2 separate regions of the Bos taurus genome follow, and region 2 is linked to region 1. A link is a contact called in public Hi-C data. All regions are on one chromosome and are shown on one strand. Each heading gives the region's core, a stretch centred on a gene start, on an enhancer-like site or on the middle of the called end of the contact. The rest is flanking DNA. Distances are from core to core; before and after follow the strand shown. Region 1 holds the start of RPP40 (ribonuclease P/MRP subunit p40). Region 2 holds the start of CDYL (chromodomain Y like).

Evidence for each region. Hi-C and Micro-C count contacts between places; a contact is called where the count stands out from the background.
Region 2: a Hi-C map of skeletal muscle shows a contact between it and region 1, with 8 times the contacts expected there. The contact joins the promoter of CDYL here to the promoter of RPP40 in region 1. A contact is called at or near these places in 2 of 11 Hi-C or Micro-C datasets (liver and skeletal muscle).

The regions. Positions count from the first base shown.
Region 1 is chr23:49,544,658-49,547,410 of ARS-UCD2.0, reverse strand. It overlaps RPP40 (ribonuclease P/MRP subunit p40), which reads right to left and starts at 1,378. Exons shown (of 8, transcript NM_001105402.2): 1 at 1,236-1,378. The coding sequence starts at 1,358.
Region 2 is chr23:49,682,310-49,685,062 of ARS-UCD2.0, reverse strand. CDYL (chromodomain Y like) reads left to right here and starts at 1,326. Exons shown (of 7, transcript NM_001102223.2): 1 at 1,326-1,602. The coding sequence starts at 1,579.

The sequences.
Region 1 (2,753 bases), core at 129-2,628:
GCTGGAGGACACGGCGCACCTCCCAGACGGCTGTCTGTGAAGAGCTACCCATCTAGAGCAGAGACGTTCAACCCGACAGGTTTCAAGCGGTGCCCGGCTGCTCCACACCTTGAAAAAGGCCACTCTCCCAAAGCGGGGACACTAACCGGGGTCGCCACTTGTGTCTGAGACACTGGCCAGTGAGGCCTGAGTTGGGATTAGGCTGATCAGCTTAAAAGTGTGAGGCTTCACGCGCTTCCATTTCAAGGTCTAGTCTGGAGCCCTCCCCACGTGCACGGGTCGGTGAAGCCTTCCCAGCAGACACTGCCCGGGAGTCAGCGCGTGTCTCCTCCTCTCAGCAGGTCCAGTCAGTAACCCCACTGACGCCTCAGCCGCGAAAAGGGCCCCGGGGCGGGCGACACTTCCAGAGAACACCAGCAAACATCGCTGCGGGCAAGGCCGCCGAGGCGAATTTCTGCCAAAAGCTGCCCAAATGCCTCCCTGGCGCTCTGGATGGACAAGGCGGAGAGCAGCGGGCAGAAGAAAAAGCTTTTCGGGGATCAAACTAGCCCCCGCAAGCCGTTTAGAGGAGCAAGCAGCTCCCGGACGTGTCTGGGCTCGCCGCTCCGGAGACACGCGCGGGCGCAAGAAGTCAGCGGCTGGGAAGGAGAGAGGCCGCCCCGCCCCGGCCCGTCTCCCGGCCCCGCCCCGTCTCCCGGCCCCGCCCCGTCTCCCGGCCCCGCCCCGTCTCCCGGCCCCGCCCCGTCTCCCGGCCCCGCCCCGTCTCCCGGCCCCGCCCCGTCTCCCGGCCCCGCCCCGTCTCCCGGCCCCGCCCCGTCTCCCGGCCCCGCCCCGTCTCCCGGCCCCGCCCCGTCTCCCGGCCCCGCCCCGCCTCCCGGCCCCGCCCCGCCTCCCGGCCCCGCCCCGCCTCCCGGCCCCGTCCCCGGGACGCAGCACGCCTGGGGCGGGGCCAGGCCACAGTAAGAGACTAGAGGCCCCGTGAACCCTGCCCCGCCCTCGACGGCGGAGCACCGCCCCGCACCGGTGCACCCTGGGACTTGTGGTCCTGAAGCGAGCTAACACACGAGCCTGGAACCACGGAGAGACTACAACTCCCAGCATGCCGAGCGAGGGGCCCCGCCCCGCCCCTCCGCGCGACGAGGGCGGGCTCCCGGAGCAGAGCCCGGTTCTCCCCCAGCCTCCCGCGCCCGCGGGAGGGAGGGTGCGCGATTCGCGGACCCAGGGCCAGGACTCACCCTGTAATTGTAATAGTGCGTCTCCACGAGATGCCGGTGGCGCGACTTGTCATGGCCGAAGTTGGACTTCTCGCAGACCAGCAGGTGCCGGGGCACCTCTCGCAGCCGGCGCAACGTGGCCATGCTCTGCCCGCGCAGACCCTCCAGGCTCGGCTCGCCCCGCCCCTTCCCTCTCCCCGCGGACGTGCGCAGTGCCGGCAGGGCGCACGTGCGGAGGCTGCCCGGATAGGGGCGGGGCTAGCGCTGGGGGCGGGGCTAGGCCTCCGGAACCTCAGCCGAAGCTCTCTGACGGATATAGGAAAGGTGCACTGCCCGGAATGAATTCCCTGGCCAGACTCCCTCCTCTGGGCCCCAGGTTGCCCCTTCCCAAACTGTCAAGGAGGTTTGTGTCTAATACCTTCAATAGGACTCCTTAAGAGTCCTTCAGAACCACTTTTAAGATTCTTTTAAAAATACCCTTTTGGGGAATTCTCTAGCCATCCAGGGGTTAGTATTCAGTGCTGGAGCCAGGGTTCAATCCCTGGTTGGGGCAATGAAGATCCCAGAAGTGGGCGCAACCAAAAAAAAAAGAAAGAAAGAAAAATAGCCTTTTGGAACCGCTTTTAATAATTTGTTGCTATTGGAAGTTACAGTGATAATTCGTTTTTCCATCTAATCTTTCTGACCAACTCCAAGTACTATACTACTACACACTTCTCAAACTGGAATCTGCACAGCCCAATTCTATGCAGAGAGAAGGCACAACAATAGAATATTTGTGGTACAACGTTCTGGAGCATCAATTTTACTATAAGATTTGGAAGAAGAGAAGTTAAATAATTTAGAAGATGCATGGATGCATGAGTACTCAGTCATGTCCAACTCTTTTGCGACCCCATGGACTGTAGCCTGCCAGGCTCCTCTGTCCGTGGGATTTCCCAGTCAAGAATACTGGAGTGGCCATTGCTTTCTCCAGGGGATCTTCCTGACCCAGGGATCGAACCCACATCTCTTGAATTGTAGGTGGACTCTTTACCACTAAGCCACCTGGAAAGCCCAATTTAGAAGATAAGTATGTGCAAGTCTGGGCTTCCCAAGTGGTGCTAGTGCCAGTTTAAGGTGGGTTTGCAGAAGACAGCAGGTGTTCAGCCCGAAGGCCTCGCTCCCCGTCTGCGCTCCAGCTCGTGAGGAGGGCAGAGGAGCCACCGCCCTCCTGTTGGGCCTGGATCAGGCTCCTCCTGAAGCTGGGGCTCTAGCCCTTGTGTGCTCCGGGCCTGTAGGGCACAGCCCCTCGGGCTGGACAGGGCTCCGTCCAGGCTCAGCGATTCCAGCACTCTGGACAGCTCCATTTTCCTCCAGGTGTCAGGGGGTGGAGTTTGGGATCAGGACCCTGTCCCGCGTGTGCAGAGGACTCGGGGGCCTGCAAACAAGCTGACTCACAAGGAGCTCTGAAGAGTGCTGCCCACCGTGGCTGGTGGTCTCATCTCTCCCACGGCTGAACCGTCGAGAGACACAGGGTCTCCAACCAGAGGCACAACC
Region 2 (2,753 bases), core at 77-2,576, 140 kb before region 1:
CCGGCCGTTTGGGGCAGTCGGGCCACGCAGCCTCTTCCTCGTTCCGCAACGATGGGGAGACATCCAGGGTCCCGGCAGGTGTGCCCAGGGGGCCGGTCCACGATGTCCCTCTCCCGCGGCGAGTGCAGGGGGAGCCTGCCCATCGCCGGTCACCGAGCTGTCCCCGCCGTCCCCACCCCGCCCCGCCCAGCAGAACCACGACTGACAGCCCCGTTCCCTTGGAACCCAGACTTTTCCCCGGAGCCCGGCCCCTCCTCCCAGCTCCTCTTCTGGGGAGGCGGGCGCTCTAGAGGAACAGGGAGGCCCGGCGCGGGGGAAGCTGCGGGCCGGGCGCAGGCGGCCGCGCCCTCGCGCCGCCCCGGCCCCCGCCCCCGCCCCCCAGCCTGCCGCCGAGCGGGCGCGCGCTCCGGCTCCGGGTCTTGGCAGCGGCCGCGGGGGAGGCGGGCACGTGGAGGGGCGGGGGCTCCACCTGGCCACGCTGCCGGCCCTCGGCTGGCTGGCCCGGCCCGGACGAGCTCGGCGCGCCACTGCCGTCGGGGCGGCGGGCTGCGGGCGCCGGGCGGCGTGGCCCCGAGCCCAACCTTGGGCCAGCCGGTGCCCACCCCCGTGCGAGCCGCGGCCTTCCGCCCCCCACGTCGAGGCGGGCGCGCGGCCGGGTCCGACCTCCGGGGGCCCCCGGGGCGAGCAGGCCACACCCCCTCAGGCCACGCCCGCCTACAGGCCCCGCCCTCGCGCGCCGCGGCCACGCCCCCACGTCGAGGCGGGCGCGCGGCCCAGCCCGACCTCCGGAGGTCCCTGGGGCGAGCTGTCCCCGCCCTCTCCCCGCCCCCGCGCGCCGCGGCCACGCCCCCCACGTCGAGGCGGGCGCACGGCCCGGCCCGACCTCCGGAGGGCCCTGGGGCGAGCAGGCCCCGCCTCCGCGCGCCGCGGCCACGCCCCCCACGTCGAGGCGGGCGCGCGGCCCGGCCCGACCTCGGAGGGCCCTGGGGCGAGCAGGCCCCGCCCCCGCCCGCGGCCCCGCCCCGCCTCAGGCCCCGCCCCTTCCTGCCCGCCCGCCTGGCCGCCGAGCCCCAGCGCGGCCCGCCGCTCCCCGCGCCGCCCCGCCCGCCTGCCGCCCCGCCTCGCCCCCCCCGCGCGGGCGGCCCGAAAACCCGGAGCGCGGCTCGGCCGGGCCGGGCAGCCGCACTGGGCATGCTCAGTAGCCGGGGCAGGTTTTTCGGCCGCAAGTAGGAAGCTTTCTGCACTACCGCGGAGAGGGGGAGCCGCGGAGCCCGCGCGCCGCCGTGCACCGCCGCCGCGCCCGCCCCAGCCCGGCCCGGCCCCGCGGCGGCGCGATGAGCCCAAGCCCCAGCCGGCCCGCCGCGGAGTGAGCGCGGCGCGGAGGGCGCGTTGCGCAGCTGCTCCTGCGCACCGACCCGGCCGGCGGCCCGCAGCGGCGGGAGTGAGCGCCCGCCCGCCCGGCGCCGCGCGGAGCAGGAAGCGCAGGCCACGCAGGGACCCGACTGGAACAAAGTGTGGGCCGCCGGCGGCTCGGCGCCTCGCCGGCCCTGCCCCGCGCCGCGCGCCCCGCCGCCCGCCATGGCCTCCGAGGAGCTGTACGAGGTAGCTCCCCTCCCCCGGCCCCCGCCCCGGCCGCGGGTTGCTGGACGGAAGCGCGCGCGCCCGAGTTTGCGGGCCGGGGGCGTCCCGGCCGCCGGGCCGAAGCGCGGACGGGGCCGGAGAGCCGGCGGCTGGGCGCGGGGGCGCCCGGCCGAGCGCTCCAGGGTGGGGGGCTCTCGCCTGCGTGGTTGGGGGGTGGGGGGGCGCGAGGACGAGTGCGACTGTCTCCCGACTCTGCTGCCGGCCCGAGCGCTGCCCGACACCGCGCCGAGAGGGCCGAGCGTTGACCGCATGCTCTAATTAGGTTTGGTATTGTGACCGGAGCCAGGAAATTTAAACCTAACGCGGATCCAACCGTCATTCATTTTTGCGCCGCGGTGGTGCGAGCTTCGAGAAGGGGGCTCCCGTCGGAACCGCGAGTTCTGGGCCGAGGGTTTGCCAGCGTCGACTTGGAGCGGTGCGGTTGTCGGTTTGGATCTCCAGGCGTGTCTTGTGCGCCCCGATGTAACTTCTTGACTCGTTGCAAAGTCGACTTCCTGGGGAGTGCAGACGCTTGGAGAGCACTCTGTGCTTTCGGGTGCGTGTTTGTAAATACAGCTTCGTAAGAGACTTCACTTGTAGATACTCGGTGGGTTCACCTCCGATGCGTTCAGAGACCTGGATGTTTAGGGACGTAAGGAAGCGTCTGTAACGGGTAGAGCTCCTTTGGCCCCCCGCGATCGCTTAATAACAACCGGCTGAGCCTTCCGAGGTGTCCTCGCTTGCCGGTGCGTTACCGCCCTTGGCACAGCATGCGGCTGTGTGTTGCCATCCGTGGTGGCCTTCTAGCAACTTTTTGTGCAAAAGTTCTCTGGAGGAGGCTGCCTTCCGTAGAATCCGTGGTCTGCCCCACATTGTACGTGGTCATTGTACCTTAGCTGGCACTGAAAGTGTGCCATTCTGTTCAAGTCCTTTACACATTGGCTGCCCCCTACTGTATTCACGATGCTGTCTTGGGTCATTTGGGTTCAGTCGTGTCCACTCTTTGCGACCCCGTGGACTGCAACCCGACCAGGCTCCTCTGTACATGGGATTCTCCAGGCAAGAATAGTGGAGTGGGTGGCCATTTCCTCCTCCAGGGGATCTTCCCAACCCAGGAACTGAACTAGAGTCTC